Regions from separate parts of the Oryza sativa genome. Here region 1 is linked to region 2. A link is a contact called in public HiCAR-type data. All regions are on one chromosome and are shown on one strand. Each heading gives the region's core, a stretch centred on a gene start, on an enhancer-like site or on the middle of the called end of the contact. The rest is flanking DNA. Distances are from core to core; before and after follow the strand shown.

What was found. HiCAR-type assays count read pairs that join an accessible place to other places.
Region 1: a contact with region 2 is called in a HiCAR-type map of leaf, with 3 times the contacts expected there. The contact joins the promoter of LOC4347038 here to the promoter of LOC9271360 in region 2. A contact is called at or near these places in 1 of 15 Hi-C or Micro-C datasets (panicle) and 1 of 4 datasets of contacts at active chromatin or transcription factors (leaf).

The regions. Positions count from the first base shown.
Region 1 is chr9:19,005,268-19,012,163 of ASM3414082v1, forward strand. It overlaps LOC4347038 (O-fucosyltransferase 31), which reads right to left and starts at 5,557. Exons shown (of 10, transcript XM_015795882.3): 1 at 5,376-5,557; 2 at 5,011-5,073; 3 at 4,856-4,937; 4 at 4,704-4,774; 5 at 4,515-4,603; 6 at 4,224-4,427; 7 at 3,655-3,910; 8 at 3,328-3,555; 9 at 3,055-3,252; 10 at 2,399-2,974. The coding sequence starts at 5,513. The coding sequence ends at 2,765. LOC107275695 (SKP1-like protein 5) reads right to left here and starts at 1,440. Exons shown (of 1, transcript XM_015755701.3): 1 at 857-1,440. The coding sequence starts at 1,363. The coding sequence ends at 857.
Region 2 is chr9:18,838,190-18,844,823 of ASM3414082v1, forward strand. LOC9271360 (cysteine-rich receptor-like protein kinase 43) reads left to right here and starts at 2,730. Exons shown (of 3, transcript XM_015795683.3): 1 at 2,730-3,545. The coding sequence starts at 3,071.

The DNA.
Region 1 (6,896 bases), core at 4,307-6,806, 170 kb after region 2:
CGTAGACATTTTTTTTGGTAACTTTGTCAAAAAATGGTATGGTTAAAAATGACATCAATATAAACAGCCCCTATATACTTAATCAACTAACTATGCTATAAAGTTATAATTTTTTTCTTTCCTTTCATTTTTTTTACAATATCCGTTGTAACACCTGCTTTTAGCTAGTAAAATAAAAGCATTTAGGGGGATTTAAAGGCTAAAGCTCGTTGGTCAATATCTATATCTATCTTCTACAATGAAATTTGCTTCTGCCTCTTTCCGTTGTGCTTGTGTCCAGGAAGATTCTTCTATTTTGTTCAAACCAAATGATCCACCATGACGTGAGGAGAGCTCCAAGATTTCAATGACTGACATTCTATTTTACAACTTATAATTGTTTTATATATGCATTATGACTCGCTCGGATCAATCCGTAGTTTTGTTGTGTTGTTTTCTTTTTTAGCTGAAATGTCTGAGCCCGGGATTGAAATTTTGTTTCGAAATTTCGGACCCCCCTCCTCCCGCAAGTCAATATCTTGGTCGAAATTTTCGGTTTTTTTTCTTGAATTTAGTCAAATTCAGTTAAATTGTGTCAAAATTTTAGAAAATTTTGGTTCTGCCGAAATGACCGAAATTTTAGCCGAAATCGAAATTGAAACCTGTCTAACCCTGGGCCAAAAGCACTGCGAGGAGCTACAGCTTCGATTTCGATTGATAATAAATAAACTATGCCTCGAAACTGTTACTGCAAAGCAAGAAACTAATGCAGCGAGGGTGACTAAACACATAAACCACCTAAATGGCTTCCACCTAAATGGCTTCTATAGTAGAATCATATCAGAAACATCTAAAAATTCTATGCTTCGATGATAATCTAGTCCTGGAAGGCCCACGCGTTCTCCTTGCGGATCTCCGCCTCCTCCTCGGGCGTGAAGTCGTTGGCGATGTTGAACTCGGCCCTGATCTCCTCCACCGTCTTCCCCCTGATCAGGTCGGCCGCGCGCTGGCACGCGAGGGCCAGCAGGCACGGCACGTTGAGGTAGTTCGCGGCCAGGATCAGGTCGAACAGCGTCGCGTTGTCCACTTCGATGAACGCCGCGTCGAAGCTCTTCAGCTCCTCCACCTCCTCGCCGGCGGCGGCGGCGGCGGCGGCGTGCTCGCTGCAGTACTCGAGCACCTTGGCGAGGACGGCGGAGGGGACGTTGGGGAGGGGGACGCCGTTGTCGGTGCACTCGTCCTCGACCATGTTGCGCACCAGCCTCGACATGCTCGCCACCGCCTGCGCCACCTCGAATCTCTGGCCGTCGGAGCTGATCAGCAGGATCATGTCGCCGGCGGCGGCGGCGGCGCCGGCGACCTCCTTTGCTGCTGCTTCCGCCATTGGAGATTTTGGTTTAGTTTTCTCGTAGAACACGCGTGTGAACTGTTGTTGATCACGGACGAACTCGTTGAAGCGTCTGTGGTGCTCGACGATCTGTTTGGAAGTCTGTATTTATTGCGGAGTCCAAATTAAATCAAATCCGATTCGAATTAATTTTAGAATTTTTGTTATTTCTGGGAAGATTGATAAGTTCTCTTTCCGTTTATTACTAGGGTTAGGGTTTAGGCTTGGGTTCCGTATAAGGGCATGTACAAAGGTAGAGTCTAATATGAGCTCTCTGTATTAATTAATATCACTAGAGACCGTCCTCCTACAATAGTAGAGACAATAAGATTTATAAATCATTAATGCACTAAATATTTTTTTTATTATACTTCTTTCCTTTACTATACCCTCATGCAACAAACTTTCCGTTAATAAATGCATAGCAACGATGTTTCTCATTTCTTCCCTCTCTTTCCTCCACGTAACCAAATTTACTTGCATGATAACGAAAAGAGCCCGCTATTAAACACCATTGTACATGCCCTAATCTCTTTCCGTTTCCGTACATTTTACTAGGGTTACTGGGTTCCTGGTTCGAGAACCTGATGTAAAACAACCCCACCTATTTCCAAAATACTGGCTGAGAATGGATGCAATCCAATCCAAACAACCTGATGTCACAGATTCTGCTTCAATTGGAAGCTAGAGATGAACCCCAGAAACACGAGGTTCCACCACACATTAGCATCATCGCTTAATTATCCTCAGCATGGCAAATGGCACTTTCACAGTTTCACACAGTATTGGAAACGTTTTTTATGCTACGATGACAAATACAAAAGGTAGAATTGTATATACCCAAAATGGGATTAAACAGATGCTCAAGTAGAGCAGTGGAAACTGATAGAGATCTCAGTTTGTGAAAACCGATCGCTATTAGCTAGCCGGTTTTCGTATGGCATTGACCAAATAACCATCGGTTTTACCAGTTTTCGGTAAACGGGTGAGGTGTGATTTTTACCTCGAACTTGAAATCGAAAAGTTCAACCCTGGTGGAAACTCAACATGTGTGCTTACAAGTTCACGGCCGAAAGATCCATGTTTACTTACATATGCACAGAATGTAGTACGGAAAGGACAAAAAGATACAATATGCCAAGTCTACATCACTCACGAAACTACAACCTTTACACTGAATGTGGAACGAGACTGAATTTTTTTTCTAGGGTAAAAATTAAGTCAGCTGAATGCTTGGGTCAACCAAAACTTCTTCCCAACCCTATATCCAAAGAACCTTGTCGTCCTAAGAAACTGACAACAATTAGAACCTCATTGTAACATTCACTGGTCGCCGAGCAAAAATCCTTCAGCTTCACACACTAAAGAATCTAGTCTTTTGTTGCAAAATTTAGCAGTCTACCCTTGACACATACAGTCTGGAGCAGGGTAAGTATAAATAGATTGCTTTGGTTTCCTCAGTCTGATTTGCCCGTATCTACCCTTGTGCCCTGCTTGTACAGCCTCCTGAAATTCCAACCACTCCATGCTCTTGTTAACAAAGATGCGCCCAAGCAATGCCATGTTTGGCCTTATGGTCTTCATATTCTCAAAGGTACGGTGAGCCATCTAAATTTCAACAAATTATTCTAGTCAGGACCAGTAACAAAGGAAGCAATCAAGCAAATTCAAGATCGAACAGAACATACCAGTGCGTTGTGCATATTCCCAGGAGATGCAGAGATGAAAATGTCGCTGTGCATGCTGATATAGTAGTCAAGAGCTGCTAGAACAGAAGCCTTGCCTTCAACATTAGTCAGCTCCTCTTCCGACGCAAGGCTCCTCTTGTCCTCCATTAGGGGGAAAAGTTTGCGCAGGCTAGAAATTCTGGCTTCCCCGCCGTATACCTTAATACGTTATGTATATTAGACCTTCCTAATACCACCAGAAAAAAAAATGGTAAACACACAGAAGAGTCAAACCTTGTGAGAGGCTAGATAGATTCGAGTTCTGCTGTCAAATCCAAGAGCTGCCAGTAACAGCCCAATTTCTTCTGGAGTCAATGGGCAGCGTCCCAAGTTCCGAAGCTCCTCATCAGTTAGCTGTGAATTTAATACCCTCCCTTGCCAGATGACTTGTCTGTACTTAGCCAGAGCTAATCTCTCAGCTCTGCCACCACCGAAGTCACAAGCAGAATGTGCAGCCATATCCTGAAAAATTGATCAGAAGCAGAAATGTTTTAAAGGGCACAACAATGCACATACACTGTGGATCCACAGAAAAAATGTATTGGAGAAGTTTCCATTTACCTTATCAAAACGGAGATGCAAAACTGCATATTTTCCGGCTTGGTTTGTGTCTTCTCCAACTTCTTGGATAAGTTCACCAGATTGGCCCTGGACGGGAGATCTCAAGCGTTTCACAAGAGTCTCCCCCAGTGAGATAATGTGAGGCAGGAAAACAAGAGCTTGGAAGTTAACTTTGCAACGCAGATGCTGAATGTCCACAGGCAAGTCATCAAATGCAAGACGGTGAGAAAAGGGGGCAATGGCAGCAATGCCATAGCTGCAAGGAAACAAATGGAAGGTAAGATGACTGCTAAACGATTTGCCTTGTAAATTGACCAACTAACAAAGTTATTAAACAATGACAGGATGTCATGTTAACACATATGGAGCTAGACCAGTGGAAATTGACCTAGGCTAAATGTTATGACCATTTCTCCGTAACCTTAATTGACCACCAGCTACATATATGAAGACCATTGCAAGGCGTGACTTGAGCCAATTATTTCAGAGAAGTCTATGAAGCTGACTCAATAAACAAAGCGCATGTTTGACTAATAGAGAAACAATCCAAGTCAATTTTTTTCACAAACCTTTGAAGGATAGGACTGACATTCTCCAGATACCAACTTGCAGAGGCATGAACAGGTGCGGTTTTTATTCTTGTAGCACGGATGCCTGTACCATAGTACTCTCTTGTGCTCCAGGAAAATTTTTTTGGGAGAACTTTGACTATTGAAACTTCAGCTTTTAAGGTGTTGATAAAATGATCCACATCAAAAATTTCTTCAAAGGAGCTACAATACAAAAAGGTAAACTATACTTAAAATTCAACAGTGGAAAATGGAAATTAAAAATATAGTGCTCCGAGACTCCAAAAGCACCTTGTGTCTTTCCAAACAGGATTTACTTCAAGATGTGGGATCACAAGAGACGCATTCAGAATTTTAGCAACAGCAACCGCATCACATATCTAAAGAACAGAAAGGAAAGAGTTGGATAATCTAAAGTCCCAAGGATGCCAGTTATGTTAAGTTATATATCATAGCATCAATGCATAAGAAGTGTGTTACCCCCATTCTTTGCTGATTCAGTCCACCATCAAGAAATACTTGGATATATCCAGTGGGTTCCAAAGGTACCCCTATAATTTATCAGAACAACTGATCAATAATCGATTTTCTATCGCTGCGGCTGTCGGAATCATGCCATTTCAGTAGGTTACCGTGAACACTTGATGACTTCAAGCATGGTTTCCAACCTTGGTACGGCAATGGTGACCACAGCTCTCTCTTTTGTTCGTTTGACTGTACAAAATACAAGTTACAGATGGGCTCCAACATAAATACTCCAGTTTTCAGCTAAGTATTATGTACTCACAATTGTTCGCCGCAAAGCCTCATTCAGAAGAGACTCATGCATTGGCTTAGGGGCATTCCACTCCTGCAAACAATTGACAAAACCCTGCCTAGTTAACCCTCAAAGCAAATATAAGATCATAAAACCTAAACTAGAAGAGCACAAGCAAAATTCTCATCAATTAGACACACCAATTCTTCCCTCATACACTACAAGGAACTAGCTATCTGCCAAAATGGAAGACGACCTTTGCTCATCCCAAGTGATTGGGTCCCTGGAGCTACCAATCATAAATCTACGAAGAGTAGCTTTGAATCTTACTTCACAGCACATCGGCTCCAATTTCGGGCCGCGCGAGGAGGAGAGAGGGGAGGAGGGGGGCTCACCGAGAAGAGGGAAGGGAAGGCGCGGCCAAGCGGGGTGAAGATCGCGGGGAAGATGGACGGAAGTAGCACGACGACGGCCGCCGCAGCGGCGAGCGCCGGGCCCCTCGCCGCCGGCGGCGAAGGCGACGGCCTCCGCATCTCCCCGTCTCAAGTCAGGTGGGGGGAGGGGAGACGACGACGACGACGAGCCCGAAGCCCACCAAGCGACAACTTAGCCGAGCCGAATAGGAAATGGGCCTTATGGAGTGATCTGGATGGGCCAAAATTCTTCGCCTGGCCCAACTATGATCCGAAAAAGAGGAGGAAGGATCCGCGGGACTTCTGTACTGTACTGCTGTGCTGTTCACTAGCCACCCTGCTAAAAACATCTACAGTTACCTGAATATGATATGCTAAATGTATATTTGTAGGTGTCGACGTTTGATGTCGCAATTCTGGTATTTGCATGGTATGAGGATCGTCGATGCTAGGGTATACGCGAGATTAAGGTAAAAGAGATGGAGACAGGGATTTTTATACAGGTTCGGACCCCTGAATTGTCAGGTAATAGCCCTACATCCTGTTGGCCGGAGCCGATGTTGCTTTTTATTCACCATAATCACACCAGTACAATATATGGGGTAGCCTATCTAACTGTTGTCGACATGGCGGTCTGAAGGTCTGACTCGTAGTCGACAACAGGGTAGCCTTCCTCCTCGAGCTCGCGCCCGACGGAATCAGAGACAGTGCTAGATCCCTACGGCCGGCCTCTGAAGGTACCGGATAGGGTCGATCCAGGCGTATCTCTGATGTCGATATCCGGCGGCTTGTCTTGGCGTATGTTGGCTTGTATGTTGTGGCTTCTGGTGGGTGTATGTTGATTGTGTTGGTTCTCTCTGGTGGGTGTCCGCTCTCTTCCCCTCCTAGGGAGTCTTGTATTTATACCCATAGGTGTTCCCTTGTCCAAGTAGAACTAAGGAAACCAATATGGATACAATCCGAGTAGTACTTGTCGTTTCCATGTAGAACCCTGGTTGTCTTTCCTTATTCGGAACTCCTCCTATATCCGAAGGTTGCTTTCGTATAGGACATGGTATGTGGTGGGTCTTGCCGAGATTTAGTCAACTACTATTAGATATGTGGTATCCATAACCCTGACAGTAGGTTAAATCATACTACAAATATACATTTAACCTGAATATACATTTACAGCATATCATATAAATTTAACCTTCAGTAAAAATATACATTTTTTAAACATATACAAATATATATGAGTATATCATATACAAATATACCTGAATATACATTTGCAGCATATCAGATACATTTAACCTACAGTAAAAATATACATTTTTTAAACATATCATATTCTCTGTATTTATTGTAGAGGATATGATATGCGTCCATTATAAGACCTAAGAGGCGTGGACTTGCCAGGGATGTTAACTGAGCAATTATAAACCCATGATTCCAAAGCTTTGAAACATGAAAACATAGGAATATATTACCACGTACTTCATCCGTTTCACAATGTAAATC
Region 2 (6,634 bases), core at 1,480-3,979:
CGCCGGCCCACCGGCCGCCATTTCGTCGCAGTTTCTGATAAGCTGAACGGAGATTAATTATTAGAGCACCTATAGTAAAGTAAGGTGCTCTCTATAAAACATGTACATCTTAGCAATAGATTAGATTAATAGTAAACCACCTCAATAGTATGTCTACATAGGTATCTATAGCTCTATAATGTATTGCCTCGTTTTTCTTAATAGACTATCTTCAGGTTAGTAGATAGCTTTGCTCTCTCTCTTCATTTAATCTCTTCCAAATAAAAAAATATGCTGACATGTATCTCTGGTAGAGAGCCTATAGATATGGGCAGATCACCTTTTGTGTTTCCCCATTGTGAATGTTGTTTACGTGCGTAAACACCTGGCCTGACAATGCGAGGTGCAGCGAGCTTCACTCCTCTCCATTTTTACTAGACAACGTACATGTACAGCAGCGCCATAGTAAAAGTAGAGGTTTTATGCTTCCGTATCTCACTAATTTGTCCGGGAGAATAAATTTTAGTCACTTCGATTAATATTCACGTTTTCAGTTTTTTTATTGAGTTAATTAAAGGCATAGATTTCCTACTGAAGATAGTACCAGTACAAATATACATACAACTGTAATTGCGAGGTTATTTACAGGAGCTGGCTGAGTGCTTCTGTTAGGGTGTGTTTGGTTGGAGGGATATCCCTCGTTTTTTTACGCGCACGCTTTCTAAACGGTTAAACTGTATATATATATATATATATATATATGTGTTACTTTAAAAGTAATATTGATAATCTTTTTAAAAACATTAGGTAATACTAAATTAATCACGTGCTAAGAGCAATGATAATAATAGAGCTCACTTCCTACTATTAGTTCATTTTAAAGCCAACATATATTATAGATTAGTTATACGATTGGCTACAATTTTCTTCTTATCTCTCTATCTCTCACTTATACATTTAATGCATTTGTCTTGGAGCTTGTGATAAGCTAGTTCTTGTATGAGAGCCAACATCCTTAATTTTTCACTACCTCTCTTCTCCACCTAAGCTTATAGTAGCCTTATAGCTTATCATTATTATACTTGCTCTAATGGACTATATTGTTTTGCATGTTCGGAGGAAAAGTTCGCAACTCCCCTTTACCGAACACAGCTGCTATGTTCGGTTTCTTGAGTTGGGAACTTACACTCCATGCACGCAAAACAGCGCAACTCATTAGCGCATGATTAATTTAGTATTAGTTATTTTTTTGAAAATTTGATTAATATGAATTCGTATAGAAAATTTTTGTCGTTTAATTAGTTTGAAAAGCGTGCGTGTGAAAAACGAGAGAGATGAGTTGGGAAAGTGAAGAACCAAACTCAGCCTTGCATTGCTAATTAGGAATATCTATTGATGTAGAATAGAGAGAAGAAAAGAGACAAATAGTTAACAACTCAAATAATACCCTTAGCCTTTATAAAATAAAAACTTTGCTCCATTAGGTGAAGAAAGAATTGTAATAAAACTATTTTTATTTCTAGTTAAATTTTTTTTAATCTATTAGAAGAATATGTATATAGTCTTTAAATAAACACGTATCGTCTAACTTCGAACATGCCATAAAAATACAATAAATCTTCTATGGTACAAGTTGTACTATATACAAAATACTCTCCCTCCATTTCATATTAAAAATATTTTTTTCTTAGTCAAAATTTTTTAAGTTTGATGAAGTCTATATAAAAATATAACAATTTTTTAACACAAAACAAACAAACTATCAAAATATATTCACTGTTATATTTAATGAAATTAATTTAATATTGTAGATGTTGCTAACTTGATCAAACTAAAAAAAAGTTTTAAAAAAAATCAAAACGACTTATAACGGAACGGATGTAGTAGTAGATTGTATTGCAAAAAAGAAAAAAAATTCGCCCCCACCGTTCCATATCATAAGTCTCATTGACTTTTTTAAATCAAACATTTTAAAAATTTGATCAAGTTTATAGAAAATACAACAACATTTATAATATCTATTTTGATAGTTCCTACAAATTTGATTAAAACTAGACAAGTTTGTTTTAGAAAAATATCTAAACGACGTATGCCGGAGTGTAGTGGAACCCCCTACTCCACCCTCCCTTGCGATAAGAGTTTTTTTTTCTTTCTTAGTAGCTTATCTTCTATGTATATGTAATCAAACTCTGCTCTCTTCTTCTATTATATTGCCGTGTAATTCTTTTTACGTGTCCGTAAAAGAAAATAAACAACTTATGCCCTGTTACTTCTCATGCAAAAAAACTTTCACCCTGTCATATCGAAAGTTTGGACACATGCATGGAGTATTAAATATAGAAAAAAACTAATTACATAGATTGTGTGTAAATTGCGAGACGAATCTTTTAAGCCTAATTGATCCATGATTTGATAATGTGGTGGTACAGTAAAAATTTGCTAATGACGGATTAATTAGGTTTAATAAATTCGTATCGCAGTTTCTAGGCGGAATCTGTAATTTGTTTTGTTATCAATCTATGTTTAATACTTTAAATGTGTGTCCGTATATCCGATGTGACACACCAAAACTTTTCGTCTCACGAACTCCGGCCGAGTTATGAAATTAATTTTTCCATTCGTGTCCGAAAACCCCTTTCGACATTCGGTCAAATATCTGACGTGACACTCAAATTTTTTTTTCGCGAACTGAACACACCCTAAACTGAGCCTTTATCCTGCTAAGCTCTCCCGGGTTGGAGTCTTCTTCCATTTGCTTTCGAGTCGTCTTCAACCCCTCCACCCCCGACCTGTTCCAGCCGCATACACGCCGGTGTGCCCATTTTGTCAACGCGCAGTCTCCCTGACTTTCTCTCCTCCCCGGCGCTGCGCTTCGCCGTGGAGTGCCGTGAGCCCGTGATGCCACGCGACGCGCCCCCCAGCCGACGCCGACGGCGACATCTCTGAAACATTTCTCCTCGACCACGGCAACCCAAAACCCCACCCCACCCACCAATCCCCAACCCAACCAAACACCACCACCGCCGCCGCGCCCGCGCCAGCAGCAGCAGCAAGTAGAGCCACGGCGGGGGAGGCAGGGGGGCAGCAGGGCATGAAGCCCCGCGAGCTCCTGGAGCGCATCGCACGGCCGTTCAGCTCGTCGTCCTCCCGCCGCGGCGGGGGCGCGGAGCGGCGGCGGCGGGAGGAGGAGGAGGCGGACCTGGAGGCGATCGCGGCGAGGGAGCAGCGCGCGTTCCGGTACGAGGCCCTGAGCGCCGCGACGCGGGGGTTCTCCGAGCGGCAGAAGCTCGGGCAGGGCGGGTTCGGCCCCGTCTACCGCGGCCGCCTCGCCGACGGCCGGGAGGTCGCCGTCAAGCGCCTCGGCGCCGGGTCCCGCCAGGGCGCCCGCGAGTTCCGCAACGAGGCCACCCTCCTCTCCCGCGTCCAGCACCGCAACGTCGTCAACCTCATCGGCTACTGCGCCCACGGCCCCGACGACAAGCTCCTCGTCTACGAGTACGTCCCCAACGAGAGCCTCGACAAGATCCTCTTCTCCTCCCCTCCGCCGCCGCCCCGAAACTTCCACTGTGAGTACTCCAATTTCTTCTTCCTTCGCCATTGCCTTCCGCAAAATTTTCACCGCGTGAACGGAACCAGTTTAATCATCCGATGGACGCGTCGTTTTTTTTTTTTTTTTGGGGATCGGATTATCAGTTCAATGCTTGGAAAAGTCGCGTGCACTGTTTCTTGTTGCTAGGACAGCTCATTGCTTGCGTCAGCGGGTGGTCATCACCGATGCATCGATCTATCTATCTAACAAATTAAAATACGGCTGCTACTAGATGCTTTGCTGTTGCTGACAAAGCTCTTCTCTTAACAATTACTACTAGCTCACTGCATTTGCACACTGTGGCACAATTATAGTTTTGAGTTGCATACTTGCATTATCTGGAGTCTTAGAGATAAAATCGGATTAATCAGGCATGGAAAATTTGAGGCAGATTTGTTACTACAAGATAGGGCATATGTTCATTTGTTCGTTCTTGAAAAAATTGTGTCTTGCATTTCCCAACTGTTTGTTTTCCCTGTTTATGAGATAGTAGTAGCTTCCATAGGAACCTGGAAAAACTCTTCCATTCATTCAAAACTAGTATGCTTAACTGTTCTTGTACGTTTCAAGATTCCTCCCAAATTCTCTTAAATGAAATTCCTCCCAAATTAAAATTGGAAGCATCTCTCTGGATATTAGTGGTTGTTTGGCTTACCAAAAAGAAAAATAGAAACTCAAGGAACCATCAACCCATTTGGTTTGTTGAATAAAACCCAGCATTCCCAGCAAACCACCATTTGGTTACAAGGAATGGGACTGTGATAGAAAAATGAGTGAAGGTTTAGGATGGAATGAGATGAGAAGAATTGTATGGTTAGGATAAAAACTATCCTTTGATGGGTAATATATTCTTTTTCCAAGCCCATTTGCCAAACGCCTCCCAAAGTTTTTGTTAGGCAAAGCCAACTAAAGCTCACACACTTCCAAAATCTTAACAACAACAAAAGCATAGTTTATGAAAATTTGGGGATAACTTGCATTATTACATTAGTAATAAACCAAATAGGCCACGGATAGCTTGGTGCATTAGACATTCAATAACTATGGCACAGTGATGGTTGTGGATGACCAGAGTCGTTGACAAGTACAGCGACGCGTCGTCTCCACATCGCTACCCTGTTGGGATTTTGGAAGAAGACGCAGCAGTCACAGAAGCCGTGTCGTACTAGTAGCAGTACCGAGTCCAAGATCGATCTATCATCAGCAACCACATCTATGAACTTTGGCCAAGGCTTCTGATCAATCACACGATCAAAGTCTCTACTTTGCAAAATTCAATCACATAATCAAAAGTCTATTTTGCAAAATCGCAAAGGCAGGACTTCATCTATGAACTTTGGCCAAGGCTTCTGATCAATCACATAATCAAAGTCTCTAGTACTTTGCAAAATTCAATCACCTAATCAAATAGTCTATTTTGCAAAATTGCAAAGGCAGGGCTTCTCGGCTGTTTTCCTATTAGGCACGCGTGCGATTTTAGGAAGCCAGCTGGCTGCCGGTGCCGGCTCTAACCTCAGTCCTCAGAATGTACTGCACGTAACAAACTCTCCTGCTCCAAGTAATTGATCTTTTATAATAAGGTTGCAGTAGCGATCTTGTTATGATTCGCCTGGTTTTGGTCGCATGCGCTAATTTCTTTCTCTGACCAAACCTCTAGTATTAGTTGAGATGAGAATTCAGGTCGCGTTTATCCATTTCTTCTTGCTTTTGATTTCTCGTGCATTTCTAGAAGCGGCATTCTGCTGCTGCAGATGAGACACACACACACACACATGATTGCGTATGGATGCATGAGAAATCGATCCTGCAAATGCTGCTCTGCTTTGCCTTTTCGCTAAAAGGGCGATTTTCATCATGCGTGGTGGTGTGCCTTTCTGGTCAGAGTGAGTTCGTTCAGGGAATATAAGATTCGACGGACTAACAAACCGTGGGGCCCTCAGAAGAGAAATTATGTTCGACTGATTGGTCAGAATTCAGAAACCAAATCATTCTTCTCACGCTTTGTTCTTTCTTCTGTCTGATTGCTTCCTCTTTCTCAAAGGCGGTGTGTGTTTTCACCATATCCCCGTAGTGGTTTTGACGATTTTGCACACTGCAAAATATATTCTTGTGCCTCCTTTGAAACAAAGTAATTTTGTATAATTTATACGATAATTTGAGTTAATTCACATGAAAAATCATAAGAATTCTCCCTGTGGGTCCTGGATGCACATACAGTGTGAACCAGCTTCTCAACACCCATGCACATCATCTTCAGTTATTATTATTATTATTAAAAGTTCATTGGTTTGACCAAGTCAACCCTCATCTCTGGGTCAAAAAAGTCTTCTCCGTTGCATGCCCAACACCACACACCTACTCTTTCGTTTTCCTTTCCCTCCTGGTGGTTTTCCTATTAGGATTAGTTGGGTCATTTGGGGTCTCCACAAGCTAGTAGTACTACTAGTACTACCTACAACAACAAGTAGGTGTACCGGGCTACCAGCGACCTAGCCATAGGATAAGAGCAGGTATAAAAGCAGGCTATAAGCCAACTATAAACATATTTTAAAGAGATAAAGGAAGAGAGAAGAGCAGTGGGCTACATATCTGTAGCCAGCTACAGCACAGACTCCAAGACGTAATGTGTATATGACATGCGGAACCTTATATTAATAGTATAGTAATTAACTAGTGTATGAATTAGCTATTACATTGGCTATAGATGATTTGAGCTAATAGTAGGCTATACTATTAAACTTGCTCTAAATTATGTATAGCCAATATAATAGTCAATTCATATAATACTTGCTTACTATACTATTAATACATAGTCCCACCTGTTATACACATATTACGTCTTGGAGTCTGTGTTGCAGCTGACTGTAGATATGTAGCCTGCTACTCTTCTCTCTCTTCTTTTATTTCTTTAAAATATCTTTATAGCTGACTTATATAGTATGCCACTGTATCTTCCTTTATCTTTTTAAAATATCTTTATAGCTTGTTTATAGTCTGCTATAGTATCTGCTCTAACGTGCTTGACTCGTGTGCACGGCCGGACCGGGGGGCCAACTAGCCAAAGCC